2 separate regions of the Athene noctua genome follow, and region 2 is linked to region 1. Evidence: chromatin contacts called from public Hi-C data. All regions are on one chromosome and are shown on one strand. The core of a region is the stretch at or near the end of the contact, and the rest is flanking DNA. Distances in the headings are between cores, read along the strand shown. Region 1 holds the start of EIF3D (eukaryotic translation initiation factor 3 subunit D). Region 2 holds the start of TST (thiosulfate sulfurtransferase).

Region 1 (6,052 bases), core at 3,440-5,939:
GGTCTTGGCACTGCTTGTGGGCCTTTTTGGGGAATGAGTGCTGCAGGACAGGTCACTTCCCAGTCCCAGACCCTCCTGCAGAGGGCTCAGGGAAGCCCAGACCTGACCTTGGGAATCAGCTGTGACCTTGGGAAGTGCCTCATCCAGAGGGACAGGCTGCTGACAGGGAAGAGGAGAGAAAGAAAGACCTTGAACTGCTGCAGTAAGAGCTTTCTGGAGCAAGGCGGAGAATGCGCATCCTTCCCAGCTGCCTCGGGGTGCGTGACGCCTGATGGGGGACTACGAAGCACGGCTTTGCCAGAAGGGACAAAAGCGCCCGGCTGACTCCTCCAAAGACAGAAGAGAGCAGATGGCATTGAAATCTGCTCAAGAGGAGAGGAAGGAATAGCCCCAAGGCTCTGCACTCCCTGTACCCTGAGAGGCACATTTGTTCCCAGTCAAGCGTGTCGACCAGCCCCATCTCTGACTTCCTGAGGGGCAGGGAAAGGAATGGCAGCTGCGGACTCATGCAGCTGCTGCATTTTCCTTGCCACTGTTTGCTTTTGTGGGGACTTTCCTGAGAGTCCCTTGGATGGGAACAGCATGTTATACACAGGTAGCATCTGTATTCAACTCCTTGCTGCCTTGATAACTAGGTTTTGCACAAACGGGGTTTAACTCTGCTCCCTAGCAGAAATTGCTTGGACTCTCTTTCTGCCTCCTGATGTCCTGTTTAGACCACTTTGACTGGCTGGCATAAACAGTAAGCTTTCCAGAGGAGGGACAAGCCAGGCAGGAGTATTTGCAGAGCATGTTTAGCCCCAGAAGATTCTGATTTTTCACAGAGGTTACCATAACGCTGATGACATTGAAGGAAATAACTCTGGATGCTTCTGCGCTGGGAAAGCGCCCTTATAGGAAAGCCCATGTTGCCTGTGGTTCTGCTCATACACACCAGGATCCTTTTCAGGATAGCACTGAATATAATTCAGGCACTAGAGTACTGCAGAGCACAGAGTGGGGCTCCTGCAGCTGAGAAGCAAATGGCTAACTCAGTGGTGAGAAGGCATGGTGTGCCTTGCACCCTCCATCACCCAGGGCCCCATCCTCCTCCCTGCTGTTGGTCCAGCTGGATCTACACAGCACTTCTCATACGCGGCAGCCATGACCTGCTTCTGCCTCTATGGACATGGTTCCCCATCACCATGATATCTTTCTTGTATCTCTAATGTGTTTCTCCTCCAGTGAGGCAGGGAAATGTTGCCCATCCCTGCACAGCATGGAGGTGCCAGTCTCCCCCTGGGGAGGCTTACCAAGGTGGCCTGGAGAACAGCCACAGAATGGGGATTTGCAGCTCAGCCTATGGACTCCCAAGCTCATACCCCAGCCACTGCACCAGGCTTCCTCTCCTTCTGCAGGCTTGGAGCCAGCAGGGATGCTGCCAGTGCCAGCTGCTCTAACTGAGCTTTTCAGAATAAACTTGTGGAATTAGCCTGTTGGCTGCCAGGATAAAATCCAGCACTGAGTGCAGATCAAAGGAGGCAATCTTGCTGACAGTTTGTGGGGAGACAGACGGACCCAGGCTTCTTCTACAGCTCTGGAAAGGGCAGTGTTCAGCAGCCAAAGATGAGGACAGAGCACGATACACGCTAACTCTTCAGCGATACGTGTGATCCAGGCCCTTATGGTCAAAGCTACAGAAGCCTTGGGAGAGCTTTGACACTGGTGATAAAAACAGTCAAAGTCAGGCAAGAGACTGCACTAGTTCAGAGAAAGACAATTTTTGAGTGCGCCATAAATTTTGACTTTTCCTGGTAGCATGGAAGGAGCAGACAATGCAACGCCAGGCTCTGAGCCCAGCCTACAGAGGCAACATGGTTTAAGACAGGGAAACTTGCCCTTGTCAGGTTTCTGTCTGCCCTTGAGGGCAAGACAGTCCAGCCCACCAGCGAGGGAGAGCTCAGCATGTCAGGATGAGGAAGAGGGAGAAAGCCTTGCAGTGAAAGCACTATCTGCTACCAAGAATAATAAACTCAGCACATTCCCTGTGTAGACCTCACTCCCTCCCCTCTTCTAGTGAATTTGACCTAAATGTCAAAATCTCACAGATCTTACTCGCTTCAAGTCTGGATTTTTTTTCCTAGAACCTTGCTTCCCCTTGATAAGAAACTGGAAGGTTACGTCCGTGCCCAGCGGAGCATTTATCCCACACATGCTCTCTTCTCTGACCCATGCCTTTACCCAGCTCTGTCCCCAGAAACGGTAATTTGATGGGCTAAGCCCAAACTGCACATGATCTGTCATCTCTGGGAGACAGCAGCAGCATTACAGTCTCTTGTAACCACCTCACGCAGGCCTAGGTGCAAACAGGAAGCTGTGGAAAGAAAGAGACTTTGGCTTATCCATCTATTTGTCATTGCTTCTCTTCATTCATGGCTTAGTCGAGTTTTCTCTTCAGAAGTTCTTGCTCTTTTTATCACCACCTCCTAAGCAGCCAGCTCCTCTGAGCCCATTCTGTCCACTGCCCCAGCTCAGGAAGGTGAGGGACAGGCACAGAAGGGGTTACCTAGAACTGGGATCACACCGAGCCACCACCAGCAACTGGCGAGGCAGTTCCAGAACTTACCATGTTTGTCTCCAAAAAGGCTGTTTAGGTGAGACAGTTACAAATTGTATTTTATAAACTGTATTTCTATAAGTGGATTTTTTCACTAGCAGGGAAAAGTGCTTTAATAATCCCACTTCTGATTAATGGCAGGGTGTCTTGGCAAAGCAAAGACTGCCGCAGCTTCAGTTGTTTCTCAAGGAGGAACTACAAGTGGTAAATAAAGAAGAAAATGCACATGGCCCTGCCTGCAAAATACTGATCTAGACCCTCCTAAGGTAAAAGATACCCAGCAAAATTCTCTAAAGAGTTAGTGTTTAGCCTGTGAGCTGTAGAGATCTGTAAACTGGATCCTGCTCTTTTTACAGGTAGAGAAAATTTCAATCACTCTGGCATGTGAACATCTGAGATGTAATGATTTATTGCCCTCACTCCCTAAGAAGTAGTACTATCCCAGTGACAGACACAGGGATCTGAGGCACACACTGTAGTGAATCACTGGTTCACGGTCTCCTACAAAGGGTGTGGGGCTGAATCCTAACTTTCAGTCCTACACCTCCCCTTCAGCAGGTCAAAGAAAGCCATCAGGGACAATGCAAAACCACACCATGAATACAGCAAGGGGCAACTGTAATTACCATTCTTCACACATCTCTACCTTTCAGTCAAGTGTTTTTTCACAACTTCTATAACACAAAGTCAGTTGAATGATCATACAACTACGACCTGAAAAGTACCTGCTTTTCTACAAAACCATTGCATCATTTGGAACGTATTTTTATTTCAAGAGGCTGTGTGAGAAAATTAAGTCATGCATTAAGTCATGTTTCCTGTCCTGACATGTTGATACACTTTATTGATACACTTCTTGTCCAGAGCCCTCTAAGTCTGTTCTCTATCAAAGTCATAAATCTCTTAACTTCTATCTCCATTTTTATCTGTGAAAAACAGGAATTTACGTACCAAATTTGACAGTAACTCCATCTCACCTCTGTAGAGCAACCTGGCACAACCAGACAGGGACTGCACACTAGTAGTTAAAACCTTATTTTATTGAGGATCAGTGTTCTTCTGATACATTATTTTAGGCCAGATAGTTTGAATTCCAGTTCCTCCAAAGAGCAAAAACCTATTACTGAGATTGGGCAGTCCTTTATGTGGTCATGAAGCCTAAGTTATCATCAAGAGAGTAGAGAATAGACAGGAAGAAATTTGTTAGACAACCTACCCCATCCTGCTGCTATTAGGCAAGTCATTTACACCAAAACTGTTCCCAGCAGACATCTGCCTACTGTAGGCTTAAATATTTCCACTAAGAGAAGTCCCACATTTGTAGTAAGTTTAATCATCATTACCACTGGAGAAGGTATTTCTGACACCTCACTGTTGTTTGAGCTGCCATGCTCTGCCACACTTCCAGCAGACAGAGAAGATGTTTTCTTCCTCTTCATGACAACCAGGTACAAACTGAATGGTTTTGTCATGTGTCACCACAGGTTTTCTACTTGAAAGTCGAACCCAAGCTTTTTAATCAATGGGGCCAATTTACTATCATTAACATCACTCTCTTTCCACTCCTACACGTTTTTGTTGTTAAGTACTAATTAAGATGGAGGGAAATCTCATTAAATAATAGCATCATGACAGAAGGCACAGCAAAACAGGAGGCAAACCAACTCGACCCGTGCACAGGTCACACAGAACGCAGCTCCACGGAGTGCGTGGGCCCCTACGCCCTCCCCACCGCGCCGGCACCCCGCGGCCCCTCAGCAGTGGGGACAGGCGGCTCTAACGCCCCCGGCCACGAAGCCGAACGCGTAAAGAAACTCCGGCTGCTACGAATGCCGTGGTCAGGGGACGAGGCATGGCCACCGCCTCGGCCCGGGCCCACCGGCGCGCTCGGCCTGCGGCGGGATGGATCATAGAGACACTGGTACGCCCCTGCGCGAGCCGCTCCCTCCTAGCCCACCCCTCCCGCAGCTCTATGGCCGTGACGTACTGCGTACTCTAGGGGGGCGCTTTACGGCAGCCGCGCTCCACGCCGCTTAGTGTTTTGTGATTATTTTTTTTTTTTTAATTTTACGACAGCGGTACTTGGCGGCGCTCTTGTCGCGTGACGCTGACGTGGACGGGGCAGGCCGACGGTGCGCGAGGCCCTTTTCCTCGCCCGCCGCTACCGTATCCGCTGTCATCGGGGCTGTGACGGGGTGGTGCAGGTGAGGAGGCCGCTGGGGCTGCTCCAAGGTCAGCCTCCTGTCCTTCTGCCGCTCGCCCGCGGGCATCGGGACCCCCGGCCCCGCCCCGGCGCAGCCCTCGGTTCTGGTGGGGGCCGGGTCCCCACCCCTCCCCCTACACGCACACGGTGGCAGCGGCGACCGGGACTTCCCGTCCCGCCCCGGCCGCTCCCCTCCGTGCGGGCCGATCTGGCGGAGGTGGTCTCCCCGGCCTCCCCTTGTGGTGGCACTGTGCCCTGGCCTGCGCCGGGGCAAGGCCGCGGTCCCCGCAGGGTGCCCCACTGCAGCGGGTGTCACGGCGTGCGGCGGGGTTCGCCGTGCGGCAGCTGAGGGTTTGGGAATTTTTTCCCTTTTTCTACCTTATAGAAGTTTAAGAAATGGCGAAGTTTGTGACACCTGTGATCCAGGACAATCCTTCCGGCTGGGGCCCGTGCGCCGTCCCCGAGCAGTTCAGGGACATGCCCTACCAGCCCTTCAGTAAAGGAGACCGCCTCGGAAAGGTATTTTCATCGTGCCATGGCGCGTTGGGCTGCTGCTGAACGAGTCCTGTGTGCCTTCTGGCATCCTTCCCCTTGCACGCTGCCACTGGCCTTTGCTTCTTATTACTGTGGCTGCTCGTCTGGCATGCTTTGCAGTGCGTCCTAGCATATAGCACAGCTCTGAATAATTAGCAGGGCTGGCAAGTGAAGTTGAGAGTTTAAAAGTATTAGTTTTGAAGCATACAGCAGTGTTAGCTTCTGTTGCTTGAAGTCCTGCACGTATAAAGTCAGAGGTGGTGGGGGAAGTGTCATGTTAATACTCACTTATTTTGACTGTTTATGCTTGTCCTCAGGTGGCTGATTGGACAGGAGCCACTTACCAGGATAAAAGATATACAAGTATGTGTCGTCTGGTGGCTCTTCCTGTGGTTTGTTTCCTAAATTTTTGTTCAAGCAGCATTCCTGCTTTCATGTCTCACACCCGCTCTGGTGGTTACCTGCGAGCCTCAGCAAGAGAGGCTTCTTAAATTATGAAGCGGGCCTCGCCCCTGTGAGAGCTCTGTCAGGCTCTCCCTGTACTTAGGGCTTACTCCTGATTTTTGTACTGTCTTATGATTAGGACTTTTGGGGTAGGCGTGGAGGGGAAGAGAACATGCTGGTGTAAACCAGTAGTGCTGGTTTATGCATCAGACTTAGGTGAAAGCAGTTGGAGGGAATTTTGAGGGAGGAGGCAAAGTGTCAGGGTCCTTTTTCTA
Region 2 (5,455 bases), core at 1,598-4,097, 230 kb before region 1:
AAGGAAGATTTTGGACCACAGGGGTACAAAACTGGTTAAGTACACATCACAGTTAGATTCCAAGTGCAAGAAAAAATCCAGACCAAGTCTCTAACCTAAGAGCCAACTGGAAGCCATATTTGCTCCTTTAACAGTTACATCTTTCCCCAAAGTTTTGCACTCAAAATGGCCATAAAGTGTATGGATGGCTTCTAGGACAGATGCAGAGAGCTGAATCATGACACACAATTATATGAATACAATCATCCTGTGAGTGAGCATGGTGGAATGTCCCGAGTCATAAGCTTGTCTTAACTCAATTACTTCCCCATGCTACAACCAGCAGTCTCTCCCTTCCATTGGATACAATAAAAAGGTCACAAAAATCACAGAAAGGAAGTGGCCTTGAGAGGACATCTGGTTCACTCCACCTGCTCAAACAGGGTCAGCTAGAGCTGGCTGCCCAGGTCATCTTTATGCCCCTAAGAAGCAGCAATAAGGTAAGGAGAAAGTGCCAAAGCACCATGTGACCATACTTGTTATCCAACACCTTCAAGACACTTAACCAGGAATGCTAAATCCATCTTCTCCAAATCCTGTTTCAAGGCAAATTATCTGCACAGCTAGGAAATGAAGCATCTTATTACACCGTCTTGCCCTTTCCCTCAGAAATAATATTTTCAGGCAGTGCCCGCATGTACCATTCCACCCAGGCCCCATCATACACAGCAACATCTGGTTTGCCACAGAGGTATGCCCCCAGAGCCACATGGCAAGCAGTGACCCCAGAGCCACACGTGGCTACCACTGGCTTTAAGAGGTCCACCTTCTTCTCCTGGAACAGACTGCAGATCTGCTCAGGGGTCTTCTCTAAGCCAGACTCTGTGAGGAAATCGGTGAAGGGGATGTTCATCGACCCAGGGACATGACCAGGCTCAATTCCTGGAGGAAAAACAATACAGGTAGGAATTAACCTTTACTGTTTGGGACAAATCCATTGCAAAACCTGTTCTCTGTTTCACCATGAGGAATATTTATTGTTTAGTATATTTTGTTAAAACAAATTCATTTTTGTTTACTTTGCTTTACTAGCTTACTGATTACTCGGGAAGAATGCCTCTAACCTTCAAGTTACCACATGGACACATTCCTATCAAGTTCTGTTTTTTCTCCCTGTCCCCTCAACATCTTCTCAGAGTTGCTACATCAGAGCAACCCATTCCGATGAGGCTCTGACTGAAGCACCTCAATAGGCCCTTCTGAGAACAGTAGCACCAGTACATGAAGAGACCAGTGAGTATCTCTGAGGTGTACAAAAGCTATGTCCTACACCTGAGGCCCTCAAGAGAAAAAAAATACAGTTTCCCCACTTGGGAATTCTCAGGGTTGCACTTGCTGGTGAAAAGGAGAGGAGGTCAGATGGATACACTGCCTCAGGTCCCATCCCATTAAGGACAACCATATTTTCCTTTATTACCTCAACAGGAGTCAAACTGATGGACACCTTAAATGAAGCCCCTTTTTATTATACCAATTGTGAGAGACGAGAAACTAGGCCTGCAGGAGGCACATTACCATCTCGGGGCTCTGGCTCTACTCCCCGGAACCGTCCTGCAGCACGTGCGTCCACTAGTTGGAAGCGGTGGGAATCCAAGTTATCCAAGACGTCCTCGTATGTTTTCACCAGGGACTTGTCCAAAGAGGCATGGAACTCTGTGGGAGCTACCTGGCTTTTCCCAGAGCTCAGTGCATTTCCCTCTTGCTGCCAGTTCTTCAGGCCACCATCCAGAAGGGAGACAGCTTCATGTCCAAAGGCCCGAAACATCCACCACACTCGGGGCGCTGAGAAGAGACCTTGGTCGCTGCCATCATACACCACAACATGTGAATCATTCCCCACACCCAGCTTCCCCACATACTCAGCAAAGTCATCAGCCTTGGGCAGCATGTGGTCGTAAGGTGAAGTACGGTCACTGCACTGGTCAATATCAAAAAAAACTGCACCAGGGATATGGCGCTCCTCAAATTCCTGCTTCGGGTCACGCTTCATCTTTGGCAAATACCAGGATGCATCCATGATTCTCAAGGACAGACCAGCTTGCTGTGACTTGATGGCTTCTGAAAGCCATTTTGCAGATACCAGAGCACGGTAGAGGAGTTGTTGCGACATTGCTCCCAACTCCTGGCCGAGATTACCTGATTTTTGGGGTCTGCCTGAATCCACCTGACTGCAAGAGGAAGAAAGTCACAAATTAGAGACCAGCCTTAGAAAAAGCCACTGAACAAAGATGCATTTTGAGACTAAAGACCTGTGTCTGCACTGAGGTGCTGAAGCCTACGTGAGGGCTTTGAAAGGCTCCAGCCCTGAAAACAGTTTCACAGAGCTCAGCCCAAACCCTGCCCCGAGCAGGACAGCCATGGCACAGTCCTGCCCCCCTGCACCCCCCGCCAGCGCTGACAGCAGCAAGAGCGGAGCGGGGCAGCCCCAGAGATGAAGCGCCGGAGAGAGGCACATCCCCACGACAAGGGAGACTCTGCCCCACCGCTCCAGTGCGCAGCTGCAGCCGAGGCCTTACCGGGCCCCTAGCACCCCTCACGCAGACTTAACCCCTGCCGCCTCCCGCTGCGACCCTTCCCGCCCCGGACACCCCCAGCCCCGGCAGAGCCACCGTTCATGCAGCAGCGGGGGAAGGCGCGGGACCGGCCACTGCACCTCCCCGTACCTCCGTGCTGGGCCTCAGTCGATCAGCACCCTCCCTCAGCCCCGCCAGCCATGGCCGCCGCCGGGGGGTGGGAGCCGGGGCCCTTCCCAGCAGGCCGGTCCCGGGCGGTGCCGCCCCGCCCGCTCGAGTCGCGCGTCCCGGCCCGCGTCCCCCCGCCGCCGCCATTTTGTGCGTGTGTGCGGCGCCCTTCGCAGCGCCCCCTCCCGGCCTCGGCCATCCGAGATGGCGCCGCAGGTGCTCGGCAGGGCTCTAGTCACCGCGAAATGGCTCTCGGAGGCCGTGCGGGCCGGGAGGGTGGGGACGAGCCTGCGGGTACTGGATGCTTCCTGGTACCCGCCACAGGAGCGAAATGCCCGGCAGGAGTTCAAGGAGAGGCACATTCCTGGGGCGTCCTTCTTTGACATCGAGGAATGTCGGGACCAGTCCTCCCCTTACGACTTCATGCTGCCCAGCGAGTCCCACTTTGCCGACTACGTGGGGCGCCTGGGGGTCAGCAACGACACCCACGTGGTGGTGTACGATGGGGACGAGCTGGGCACCTTCTATGCCCCCCGCGCCTGGTGGATGTTCCGGGCCTTTGGGCACAAGGAGGTCTCTGTGCTGAACGGCGGCTTCAAGAACTGGGTGAAGGAGGGCCACCCTGTCACAGCGGAGGTCAGCCAGCCCACCCTGGCTGTCTTTAAGGCGAAGCTCAACACAGCCCTGCTGAAGACCTTTGAAGAGATGATGCAGAACGTGGGGTCCCTGCAGTTCCAGGTGGTGGATTCCCGCCCCGAAGGTCGGTTCCGGGGCACCGAGCTGGACCAAGGTAACGGAGGTGGTGGGGAACAGCACCTGCCCCCAGCACCAGAGTGCCGATACTAGTCCCAGTGTAACAACTCCTCCCAGCCAGCAAACAGATTTTACTAATGTACAGGCATGCGTCAGCCTAACGTTGCTTTACCTTAAGGGATCCACAGTTGAGCATTTGGATGCCAATGCCCTCATAGAATGCTTTTCTTGTAGTTGTTGTAAAGCTGCAGGAGGGGAGAGCAGAAAAAGGTCTGCAGTCAGTTGGCTCCAGGATCCCACATCCCACACCCTGCAGAAGTTAATCGGCTAGAATGTAAACACGGGAGGTGAGAGCTCCCAGAGGTTTGTTCAGGGTTCTATCTAACACTAACAGACATGCACAAACTATCAGTATTCATACAGACACCTCTCACTATAATGAATGCACCAGCAAAAGCCCAAGTTTTAGGCAGTGCAGTAACCCAAGGGATGTTTTTCTTCTTGCTCAGGTTCCCAGCAAATAGGGAACTTGCTTTAGCTGATCTTTGTCTTTTTGCTCTCTACCTTTAAATCTAACAAGCTGAAGTAAGAAAAGCTCCAAACCCATCCCAAATGTGTATGGACTGTCAGCCTTTCACTTCTGGATGCTCCAAGTAAAGAAAAAACCTGATTTTGTTACCTCAGTCAAACGCTGGACACACAAGCAACAGGGGTGGGAAAAGTCCTGTGCAATGCAGGCAGCTGGTACAGCAGTATCTTGTTAGTGGAATGAAATTCAAGTTGGTTGTTAAAGGAGGCCCTTGGTATTTAAGCCTTGGTATATCCCAGAATAACCTGTCCTCCAAAAGGGAATCACAGAAATGGTTTAAAAATAAATACAGAGTTTCAAAATCAAAGTGTGGAAAAGCTAAGCAACAGTTGTTGGTTCTGAGTTGATCTCCACACTGCAGGAGAGGGTGTGTGGCAGACTTCTGCGGTCCCAAGGCAGTGCTGTGTTGCTGCCTTACAGGTTGGTTGTCATTTTATTCTGGCTATTTTCTTACATGTGTGCTGCTGCACAGCCACTGAGTGTGACACCATGTCCTGAAATAAATTCCTGTGTCCAAACCTCAGGGGTGTTTGGCTGTAAATGACTATGTACACATGGTTTGCATAAGTGTCTACAAGTGAGCCCCTCCATGACGATGTGGAACGTGAGAGAGGTAACGGGAGTGACAGAGACTTGCAGGGAGAGTTACCGCTCATACTGTTTCTTTACCATCAAAGCAAAGGTTGAATTTAACCTCATGATGTGAATAAAACACTCCTCACTAGGAATAGGTGGATTTTGCATTCTCTTTCTCAAAGTGGGAGTTGTCACCAGGTGACAAAATACTGCAGCCCCTGACTGCATCTTGAAATCAGATTTTTCCTTTGTAATGAGTCAGCATGGAACAGTTTGTGGTGGTCCAGTTTTGCTTCCCACAGCAGATCCAACAGGATAAGCACTCCAGCTGCAGCTGCTTGTTCCAGAGAAGCTTGACAGCCTTCTGAATCAGACTGGCCAGTAGCTGTGCTACAGCTAACAGTGGGTAAAAGGCAGTGCTTACACCTAAAAGAGCAATTTGAAATCAATGCTGATTAATTACAGGGGTCATCCAGTCAGTGAGGAGAAATGCTGCATGCAATTTAGAGAAGAAGAATGGTTTTAAGATGATTTCAGTTTAATTATTGTCTCAGCTCTTGACTTCCTAATTAAGTTAATTAATCTCTCCAGTTCCATGAACTCCATCTCTAGAAGAGGCTAATTTCAGCTGACTCTTTTGCCTCTTTAGTTTTTCGGTTCATTGTGCTAAGAATTAGTTGTCCCTGTTTTATTTTTACACAGCAGCTACTTTGGTGGGATTTAGACCTCTGTAGTGTTTAAAATAAGCTGTAATATACTGCTAATTTTTAGTTGCTGGGAGAGGTTTACCCAGGTTACCAGGGTGGAGAAAAATGGA

What was found. Hi-C and Micro-C count contacts between places; a contact is called where the count stands out from the background.
Region 2: a Hi-C map of heart shows a contact between it and region 1, with 4 times the contacts expected there. The contact joins the promoter of TST here to the promoter of EIF3D in region 1. A contact is called at or near these places in 2 of 2 Hi-C or Micro-C datasets (heart and liver).

What each region holds. Positions count from the first base shown.
Region 1 is chr3:29,037,695-29,043,746 of bAthNoc1.hap1.1, reverse strand. It overlaps EIF3D (eukaryotic translation initiation factor 3 subunit D), which reads left to right and starts at 4,689. Exons shown (of 15, transcript XM_074902420.1): 1 at 4,689-4,800; 2 at 5,185-5,318; 3 at 5,651-5,696. The coding sequence starts at 5,196.
Region 2 is chr3:29,267,235-29,272,689 of bAthNoc1.hap1.1, reverse strand. TST (thiosulfate sulfurtransferase) reads left to right here and starts at 2,847. Exons shown (of 2, transcript XM_074902442.1): 1 at 2,847-3,519. The coding sequence starts at 2,925. MPST (mercaptopyruvate sulfurtransferase) reads right to left here and starts at 2,833. Exons shown (of 4, transcript XM_074902440.1): 1 at 2,703-2,833; 2 at 1,555-2,207; 3 at 806-921. The coding sequence starts at 2,149.